2 separate regions of the Anas platyrhynchos genome follow, and region 2 is linked to region 1. The links are chromatin contacts, called in public Hi-C maps. All regions are on one chromosome and are shown on one strand. Each heading gives the region's core, a stretch centred on a gene start, on an enhancer-like site or on the middle of the called end of the contact. The rest is flanking DNA. Distances are from core to core; before and after follow the strand shown.

Region 1 (5,709 bases), core at 2,538-5,037:
ACCCCAGTCTTATCCTTTCCCAGACAAGCAAACTCACATCCTACAGCTTAGCATAACACAGCAACAATACTCTAAGTCATAGAAAAAGGCCAGCTTTTACTTCTTTTCCTTTGGTGCAATTCTGATTTAAAATAGTTTGCATGTGAAGCCAGTATTTTACCTTTGTTCCAAACCTTCCTCCTTCCAGCACTGATTACAAAGAAATACAGGGGAAAAACAAAGACAAGAGCATATTGATAGGGCAAATAACTACCAAAGTAATGGTTGTAAATGGAAGAAAACAAGCAAGAATTCAATGAACAATATTTTTTAAATGAAATAAAGATGATTAATGAAAGAAGATGGTATTCCAAATACCATCCAAACACCAGTGTATAATGAGCTACCAAAATGAAACGTTACTGTCTCAGTAACAGCTTTTAAAAATTAAAGCTGTGTCAGGATTTTTTTGCTATGAAAGCATTTCAAGTTTTCAAGAATGTAAAAGATGAACAAACCTATGAAGATACACATCAAATGGGAAGTGAGTAAGAACTGGAATTAGTCTTAATATATTCTAAGGTCAGAAGATTAGTTTCAAGTTTAAAAGATGATTCTGATAAGCTATATTTTAAACACACATTCTATTAGATCTATACTTTTCAGTTCCTTCTTTTGTTCCTAAAAAAGATCTACATAAGCATGGACACCCATGAAAGTATGATCTTTTTTATTTAAAATGCAACTTTCCGGTGACATGACTACTTTGCACAGACAGTATTTCGTCCATTTCATTTTCTTCATGTCAAGTCTCACATCTCTTGAAGAAATTCCTCCTTTTCGTCAAAATAATTCCGAAACCACTCAATGTGTTCGATCTTCTGTTTAACACTGAGGTATGGGTTTTTTGAAAGCCCGCAGATGACAAGTTCCATGAAGTGGCGAATAGGTCCTTCCTTGGGAAAGTCTTTGAGGTGTTTCTCCAGAAAGATATGTTCATGAAATTCAGCATCATCATCCATCCCTACCAAAAGGAACACAAAATGACAAAGTCATTATCATAATACAACAGTGAATTTAACAAAATAAAAAAAATACAGCCTGTAAATAAACCTTTAATTAGTAAAATTAATGGTTCTGTGCCTTTTAATCCTTTTGCATTAAACAAACCACGAAGTGTAAGAAACTTCAGAATTCTAAGATGTTAATTTCTCTTTCCACACAGAAAACGTCAGCATATATCCTATCCATCTACCGTATTATCTCCACTTTGTGCTCCCATTTACAAGGATATCTAATAGTAACACTGCTGAAGGCTGATGCCAAAAATCAATCTTCTTGAGGAAAAAAAAAAGTTTGCTCAATACATGAAACCTTTATTCATAAGGTGTATCACCTTTTAGACTCTCAACACTTTTAATAAATTATTTTTTAAAAGAATTGATCGTCTAATTCTACAGAGGGTTGAAGAATGCAAACTCATCTTGAACGAAGGAGGCAACTTCCTGAAGTATCTGATACGGAACTGTTACAAAAAACTTGCATGTTCATTGCAAGTCACAGTTTTAGCACTCCAGTGCTACCAAATGGGTAGGGGAAACTGCTTTCCTAATGCTTTTCAAATCTGTGAGCATATTCTGATGCAAAAATGTTGTCTATCACACCAGCTGCTACTTGTAAGTAGTGACCAATGCAAAAAATGTTGCATTCAAAAGCGTTCGGTTGCATAGAAACATAGAACAGGGGATTATTGTAGATCTCTAATCAAATATAGCTCAGATCCTATGGCAGTTTTTTGTCCTCCATCCTGTGGATTTCAGCTGTAGATGTTCATATGATGATGCTAGCATACACAAGAAGACTCAAAGCACAAATTCCTTCATATAGAAAAAAAAAAAAAGTTGCTTTTGCAGTTCCTGGGATTAAAAAAAAGAAAGAAAGAAAAAGAAAAATACACAGAAAAATGGGATTTGCAATTGAAACATTTTCCTTCAGTTAGAGATGTATGAAAATCTTTACTTGATCCTAATCTGCTACGTATTTGTAAATTACACTTGCAACTTTGGGTAAAAATTTATCAGAGAGAACTATTGCACATGAAATCTTCCACACAACAAAGATGGGAAGTCTATGCCACAGATGTACATTTTTTCCCTATAGTAGCTAAGGTATGATATGTTATCTGCCAACATTAAATCATCAGAATTAAAAATGAGAAAATGAAGCCAGCTCAGTCCTAGGCTTCCTTATATGTTAAAGTTTCTTCAATTTTAGGTGAATAATACTGGGATGGAGAAGACCCTCAACCTGTGTTATCGCATTCATTAAGTTTGCATTCTGTCTTTCCTCCATTAGGTAGTGCACTGCCTGAAGGAGCTGGGAAACGCATCTATTTTTCCCTGCACATCTTTCCCAGAAATATGTGCAGTGTCTACCAGTGCCAGCTACACGCCACTCATCCTCTTCGTCTTTGAAAGAGACAGTGTATTTCTTTCTTCCTCAAGCTCTCTCCTGTTTCTGATATGTTAAAAGAAATAAAAAAGATCACAGCAGCTTCAGAACTTGTATTTCTATGATGCTTGAAAAGCTACGTCTACTTAGAGAAGCACAGAGATGATCTTTTTACCATGCCACCCACGCTGACCTTCCCCCAGCCCAGGGAGGTGGAATCTCCCCGTACCTAGATGCCGATGGTTGCGTTCACAAGCTACCATCCTTTCCAGATTTCATGCTTCTGTTGGTCACAAAAATCCAAGAGAAATAAACCAACGAACCCACTGCTGAAAGAATCTGAATAATGCCGCCAGTAAGTGTGGGCTCTTCTGATGCTCTTCATTTGGACATAGAGGAAGAGAGTATGTCTAGTTAATAGTTTCTCCAATTTTCATCTCTAATCTAAAGGAAATTAAATCATTTATAGTCTCACACAAAAATTCAGGTCAGGAGGAACATTACATCATCTGTTGTGATCTCTCATTTGTCAAAGACATGATACATGGTTTGGGGATGAAGTGCTAAGTCCAAATACTTCACTTGGACCACATATTTCAGTCCTCAGAAAAGTAAAGTATGCATCACAAAAAGAGACCACAACTGCCCAACTGCCCTCACCCTCTCTTCAGCTGTCCTCAGAAACCTCATTTGAAAGGACGTGCATGGTGGGAGCCTAAAGCAGAGGATTTTCTTTATCGATTTCAAAGCAAGAAGTCACTCTCAACGTCCTATTTCCAATTCCATGTGTACTACAAAAGAGAAAGTCTAGAAAAATTTCTTTAGCTAACACATTAACCCTTCCAAAGGAATGTCCAGCCTTCCCTTAAAGGCAACATCTCAAATGCAAACAGGGTGTTTTATAGGGTGTCTACTCTTATAGGGTGTCTTGATGACAAATTCTCAGTAAATAGAGGACCAAATATTTTCTGAGCAAGATAAATCATGCCCTGACAGTAGGCCCCTAGAACAGACCAAAAATAAGCAAAACAATCCCTTCCCCTAAAACGACTGTGTAACATTTGCCACCTCTCTTGGTAAACTGCCCCAATGCTGGGCAAAGCATCTCAGCAAAACAGACGGAGCAGGACCTGGCAATTTTTTGCCTACAAAAGCCATCAGAGGCAACCAAGGCAGTAATTTTCTAAGACTTCCACTATACCTATTGCTTATGCCATAACTATCTCTGACATACCAGAAGCATTTGTTCCTCCGGATGGGTTGCTAAAGCAAAGCTGCACCAATAACACGTACTGGCCCTTCTAACCACTGCACTCCTCAGGATTTGAGTCATCGAGGCATGAATACACAGGCATCATTTTAAAAGGTCAGAAATCAACTTCTTCCCCAACTTCTTGCCACGGCAAATGACGGAGTGGAGCTAACCCTGCTAGAAGCAGAAGAGGCAACCAGACAGAAGGAGGAGCGAGAATGATGTTACGCAAGCCATGCTAGTGGTTTGCTAATCTGGTAAAAATTAATCAGAGGCAGGAGAAAAGAAAAAAAAAAAGAAAAAAAGGATAGTTTGCTGCCTAACAGTGACTTCAACTGTATCAGAAAAGGGAAAGAAACGCAGGCAGGAGCTGACAACAGGGCAAGGGGGAAGACTTACTGGCTGCTGCAGCAAGCCAGTAAGTCTAGCCACGTCTTCAGATGTTCCTATTAGGGCCGGACAAGTTTTAAACATCATGACCCTGCCCTGATGCCTCAAAGCTCAGCACAGTGTCTTGGTAAAGCGCTCAGACGAGAACACTGGAGATGCTCTGAAGCCAAGAAAAGCAGTTATAAGCTGTCTTCCTTATTTTTCATATTTCATTTAAAACTTTAAAGGCTTTCATAATGCTGGAAGTTGAACACACAAGCTTTCTCAACAGAAAATTTAATTACAGAGATGTTTTTAGAGCCCCTTGCTTCTGCATAAAAGAAAAAAAATAATCACACATTTCTTGATAGAGAACAAGCTGAGGTAACGTCCTCCTATCGAGGGAGCTCACTGCAATCAAACTGCAGAGCTAACGGTGGGAAGGGGCATCTTTCTTCTGCAGAGCCACTGACTCTTTCCGGTGTGTGGAAATAATTGGAAGGAGGTTCTCAAGTTTTCAACTGTACTTGGACGTAGCTGGTCTGAGTACCAGCCTGCGCCAGGACAAAGCTGGCGGCTTGATCGAACCCAATTCACTGACTTGATATTTCAACCTGAGAGGTGATAGATTTCGGAACGCTCCGCCGGCATTTTCCACATGACCGCTCTTTGTGGACAACTCAATAAAGATTCCTGTCTAACTATCTGTGAAGGCTCTTTGTCCGTGTGCCATCCCAGCCCAGACAGCACGGTTCCGGCCACGCTGCTCCAACAGAAAAACCAGTGGCCGCCAAAGCCGCCCGGTCCGCTGAGGGCCCCAGACAGCAGGGTTCCAGCCACATTACAACAACACAAAAACCATCGGCTGCAGCGGTTTTCAGCTTGCAAAAACACGACTAGAATATACTTGGACTTCTACATGACGGGACAGATCGATTCTGGGAGCAGCGATTCAATTCTGTGAAGAAACTGCCAAAATAGGATGAGCATAAATATGAAGAGACAATGAAGCACATTATGCAATTTGCAATTCAGCACAGGACAGCTTTTCAAAGACTCCCAGCTTCAGATACTAACCTGTTTTGCTTTCAGTGACTGAATCACTCTCAAGTAGTTCTGTTTGATGTCTTTTTTAAAAAAATAAAGAAAGAAACCACTCAATCTCTCCCTGAAATTATGAAACCCCCATTCCTGAAGCGTACACTTGCTTTCTGTAGTCCTTCCTTAACGTGCTCTCTTTTCTCTGCTGGCTTAACTTCAGGGAGGTGGCTTTTTTTGTTTGTTTATTTAGTGGTGGTGGTTGGGGTTTTTTTAATAAATGGAAATAGGATTTTTTTTTTTTAATAAATGGAAATAGGAGCAAATACACCACACAAAGATATCTAGTTAAGGTAGATGCCCAGAATGAGTGAATATTTAGACTGTTTTTTTCCTATGAAACTGATAAAACAGAGAGCAGATGACTGTTCAGCGCTCGGCCAGTACTGATACGGAACTGGCAAACAGCTGACTAGGCTTTGGCTCGTCGCTGCGTCCGAGAACCACACTGAAGAACAGAGTAAGCATTATAAAACCCACGGCAGTCTTGAGAGTCTCCTTCCTCTGCTAGAAGCTTCTTTTTCATAGTAAAAGGTATTACGTAACAGACTTGAATAGCC
Region 2 (5,125 bases), core at 2,079-4,578, 270 kb before region 1:
TCAGGATGTCAAACCTTTGGCCTTTATCTAATCTTGCCCATGCACCGCTTCCCAACCCTTCACTATCAATATCCCCACAGCTGTAGATGTGTTTTAATGCAGCCAAACTTAGTCATTGCGGGATCCCACAGGAGTACTGTTTCTAGACCCTTATAATTTTCCATTGTGCCTCTGTTGAAACAGAGAATACTGGAAGGCTTTTATGGAGGAGGCTTATAAAATATGAACATCTGTTTGTTATGAAACTTAATGCTGACAGCTTGTAAGAGCCATCTAGAAGAGTATTTAACTTGAAGTGTTCTTTGTGTGTGTTGGAACAAAAGGTTTATATAGGTATATTGGAGGAGGCATCTGCTTCAGGTAAGATTTATTTCAAGATGGTGTCATTAGGGAGTTAGAAAAGATTCAAATCAGAGGATGTGAATTCCCCAGAGAGTCCTTTCCAAGGCACACTTGAAATGCCAGATTTCCTCACTTCCAGACCACTATCAGGCATGCTTTGTTACCTGATTAGACCTGCATTTCTTCAATGCTGGCTTTCCACTGAATATCAGGATTGCATTATGACGTGAAAATCAACGGCGTTCACCAAATGCATGCAATATGTCAGAAGGTCCAAAGGTCCAGAAGGTCCAGTTGCTATCCTGTAATTACAAAATGCTGCCTGGGACAGGTTAATTCGAACAGAAAGTTTGCAACATACTTATCTTTGAAGTGAGGCTATTGAATTACATTTGGTGTAGCAGGCTGTTTTATACCTCGGTTTTACATCACACCGGTTTAATAAGCAGCATGAGAATGGGAAAGGAGTAAATAGCAAGCTTTGTTCCAGACATTCTTCGATTCATCTATGTATCCGAGGGGGATGAGAGAGTTACTCTTTTCTGAAATGCATCTGTCATATTAATAGACCATTTGGTACATTGCCATATGTGCGTGTCAGATATTGCCAAAGGCAATATAATATTGTTAATAGTGGGATCCTAGGAATTAGAAATGGAAGAAGCTTATTAGATTTACAAGCTGCCCTTCTGTCGATATACTGCTAAATGACTTTCTCTGGTGTGTTCTGCAATTGCATTTTAAATGAGTGCAAAGTTATATTCTGTTAGTCAGCCATCGGGTCTGAGGAACTCGGAGCCGGAGGAAGTGTGCAGGTTAAGTCTCAAGTAAAAAGAATTTGTTCCCAGTGGAAATAATATTTTTTTTTTTCCTGAAACTGATTATTGTTTTGTCATTGATTCAAATGGAGCCAAGAAGACTCAAATTGACAAAGCTGTCCTTCAAAAACAGAGTGCAAACCAAAACATGCTGGTGGTGTTTTAAAGCAACACTGAAATATCATTGGAGCACACTGTGGTTCTACATTCCCAAGTATTTTTGTATTTCTGTCATGACTGATCTTTTTCCCCTTTCCCCTTTTGCTTTGTGAGCAACCAAGAAAAACAGGGGAAATAACTTCCCTGAGAGTACAGGAGGAACAAAATAACCTCATCCCACACCCAGAGGTGAAAAAAAAAAAAAAAAAAAAAAAAAAAAAAGGTTTCTTCTTCTTTTAAACTATTTTAGTAGGCTTATCTCAGGTGTAACTTAAAATGCTAGAATACCCAAAGGGCAGCTGAACAGAGTGTATTTATTTTAAGTTTCTAGCATCCACTTGAAGAAATGGCACAGAATACTTTAGCTTAAACTTTGTCTGACCTTGCATTTGTGTGCACTTTGCCAGTTTAAACACTGATGTAAGCAAAGCCATTCAAAACTGAAAGCACAACATAGCCCATAACACATTGTCTTCTGGTTCGAAATGTCAGCTTAGTAAATACTACTGTTTTGTATAATTTACTACTTGACTTATAAACAAAGACAAACCTCCGGTGACACGGGTGATCTCATTTCTCAGTGGCTGGACCACACACGGGCAGATCTATTTGTAAGACATATGAGCACATATGCATGCAGGACATACAATATCTCCTGTTATTAATAACGCGCTGATATGATTAATCCCTGGGTCTGGCTGCGCTGGCTACTATTGAGCTTCCTAATATGTTATCTTCCAGCTGCTTGTAGTCTTAAATCCCTGAGCACATCAGGGATTGCTAGGTGTTCATGCTGAGGTGTCCCACAGCCATAGCCACCAGGAGACCTCTGGAAACTCACTGTCCTCCCCACCATGCAGAAAGATGTGCTGAGGTGGGTGTGTGCACCCAGGTCTCAGCCTTACAAGAAGTAGGACTGAGCCAGGCTGTGCATCGCAGACCGGGTCCTCAGGGGATGCAGCAGTTCATCCACCTGCTGAATTGTCCAAAATGATGTAAAAAAAAAAAAAAAAAAAAAAAGGAAATCTTGCTACTTAGTTTTTCAGGAGACAGCCCCCCCTCCACAGCCAAGCTTGTCTGCTGCTTTATTAGCCCCACAAATCTCTCAGAAGTGCCCCCAGCTTAAGGCCCCGTGCGATGCACTCCATACCATGGCACAGAGGCAACTGTGCTCTAGCATGTAACCACATTAAATGAGATTACTTTGTTCATGCTAAGCCTCCTGCGAAATAAGCCAGGCTTCAGAAAATGAGAAACCACAAAAAATACCTGAAGCGATTTATTTTTTATCAATGCGATGCTCCCAACTACAAGTGCCAGCTTAAATTAAAACTCACTCTGAATGATCAAAAAGATGCACAGCAAGCCTACTGCTCACAAAGCTCCTCTTGCTCGTGATGTTTCGAAAACAGGAGTAGATGAAATCCAAGAGATTTCTTGCAGCCTTCTGGATGTATTTAAGGCTTTGGGGAATAGGCCTCCAACACAGTTTCAAACCACAGCATATAAACAACAGTTCTTGTTACTGAGAGTTTTAAAAAATCAGGTGAAGGAATTAAATATAGAGCTCACTACCTCACTACTTTCCTGCAATATTTAGTCAGACCAGAGATCATGATGAACACACTTACAGCAAAGACAATTATGGGGCAGAAGTGGATTACCAATTTCTTTTCTTTTTCAATAATCAGTCTTGGTTATTTAAAAAACACTCCCTAGGAATGGCACTTAAAATAAAACTAGAGTCACATTCTCTAACAGGGAAAGTGATGATATTTTGGGGCTTCCCCCCCACCATCACCACCAAAAAAAAAAAAAAAAAAAAAAAAGAAAAGCATCAGAATGGCTAATTCCATTATATAGAGAGAAATTAAGTTGTGGTCACTGATATACGGCTTTGCTAACATTTTTCTTCATTTTCTTTTGGCAGCAGACACAGGGTTGGCTTTCATTCCTGGACTGCTGTCCTCATTTCTGAGAAACAGGGTGTCCTGGACTGTGTGTAACTCATACTAGCATGAAAGACGATCAGGGCCAGTTGTATTTCATAAGCTTCATGAGCTTTTGTACTATACTCTTCTGCGGTAGCCGCCTTTGCGCACATCCTATGGAAAGGCTTGGTCCCAGGTCTGAAATGGTCTGCATTCAGTGGAAATCCTGTTCCCTTTTCCCTTCACAAAGCTCAGTCGGACTCTGCAGCAGCCAACTGGCCATACCAAGGCATGTAACTGGAAGTGACCTGCAGCAAGTCCCCCAGCCTTGGTTCTCATTTCCGTGTATGAACTGGGAGTCATCCAAACCAGGAGACCCACACCAGCTATACGCTGCTAAACGCATCATTTTCAGAGGGTGATCCCTGCAGGCTCAGCACTTACGGCTCATTCCCTTCAAGACAGTCTGGCCACATCCCCCACTGCTTAACACAAATCTCCTCCAGGTCACCAGTGGTGCTCCTGCATTGCCAGAATGTCAAAAATCTAGTAAAAATTCAATGAAACAGTTAAAATTTTGCAGTTTAAAATGCTCTTGGGGCAAGACTTTCCTCCCAGATCAGAATACGCCAGCACTCAGTACTGATATTTTGCCTTTCCTACATGTGAAGATCTCTCACAGTTGACAGTATCAAAGAGCAAATATCAAAGCTCCTTGGTGCCTGAAGGATCCAAGAAAAGAGTTTTGCGCCCTTACAGCAATTTACACAAGGTGTAATGTATACTGTGCATGGCATGGAAATGAAGCTGTCATTTCGTAAGATTCCTTGTGATATTGCAAGCCTCGAGGGTGAACACTGAGCAACGTGGTTGTGTGCCTGAATCCTCTTTTTGCATGCAGTCTCTTTTCACAAAATCTGGGGCTTGTCAGGTATTTCTCTTAGCAGTAAACCAGCTATTTGAACACTAAACTTAACAGAAATGGCAGGGTGTAGAAACTTTATATCCATTCAGGTTTGAGTGCTTTTATTTCCTTAATTTTGAGTTTTTTTCCCCAGGCCCACTTGTTCTTCAGTGTATTCCACACTGCTGTTCCTAAAGCAAATACACACTGGATAAGACACTCTCTGTGTACCAAAAGTTGAGCCTAACCTAACTGGAAGGCAGAAAAAGAGCAGCACACATTTGCTTGTAGCCATACTTAAGGGCAAACTTCAAAGCAATGAGATGAGGGACTCCTGGGAGCAGTTTGCTCGGGCACGACGCAAAGCAGCAGCAGCTCTGTGCAGAGCTGCATACATGTACAAGAACCTTAAAAAAAAAAAAAAAAAAAAGGCTATTTCAGTAGCATTTATCTACAACTTTGATGTAGATCTCGCATTGCTAATGATATGTGTGCCATGCCATTTGGGAACTGTGTTTTACACTACTAGGCTGATATTCATTGGTATGCTGTCTACTCCTTGGAAGAGGAACCTTTATGAGAGGCAAGCAAAGTAGAAAAGGACATACCAGGATATGTGTTTTTTTTTTATCTGAGAACTTCTAAATGCTGATATCTCTGAATATCTCTTCTGAACACCGGTATTCACCTACTGAGAACTTGTCCCCTTATCTTTCTCAATCTGTTAAAAAAAAAATAATAAATAAATAAAAATCAGGTAAAAATTCCTGTTCAGTTTTCTCCCCAGTTTTTCTATATTAAACCTTACATAGGGGAAATAATTAATTAATTGTATTTAATTTAATAATAAACAAATTAAAGACTCCTTCCCAAATGTTTTCTGTTTTCCAGTCATTCACATCACTGTAAACATATTGACGTCAGTAGAAGAAAAATTAGCCTCATTGACTTGCCAGACCTTGCATTCAAAG

Evidence for each region. Hi-C and Micro-C count contacts between places; a contact is called where the count stands out from the background.
Region 2: a Hi-C map of skeletal muscle shows a contact between it and region 1, with 3 times the contacts expected there. The contact joins two enhancer-like sites. A contact is called at or near these places in 3 of 8 Hi-C or Micro-C datasets (liver, skeletal muscle and subcutaneous adipose tissue).

What each region holds. Positions count from the first base shown.
Region 1 is chr1:179,857,254-179,862,962 of IASCAAS_PekinDuck_T2T, reverse strand. It overlaps MRPS31 (mitochondrial ribosomal protein S31), which reads right to left. Exons shown (of 7, transcript XM_027470920.3): 7 at 693-1,003. The coding sequence ends at 792. Among named protein-coding and RNA genes, the nearest start is that of MRPS31, 17 kb to the right of the region's middle. Within about 2 kb of position 3,787, at least 2 of the 8 cell types and tissues checked have an H3K27ac peak or open chromatin away from gene starts, as enhancers often do.
Region 2 is chr1:180,130,099-180,135,223 of IASCAAS_PekinDuck_T2T, reverse strand. LOC140001326 (a long non-coding RNA gene) reads right to left here. Exons shown (of 5, transcript XR_011806449.1): 5 at 2,318-4,875. Among named protein-coding and RNA genes, the nearest start is that of COG6, 170 kb to the left of the region's middle. Within about 2 kb of position 3,328, at least 1 of the 8 cell types and tissues checked has an H3K27ac peak or open chromatin away from gene starts, as enhancers often do.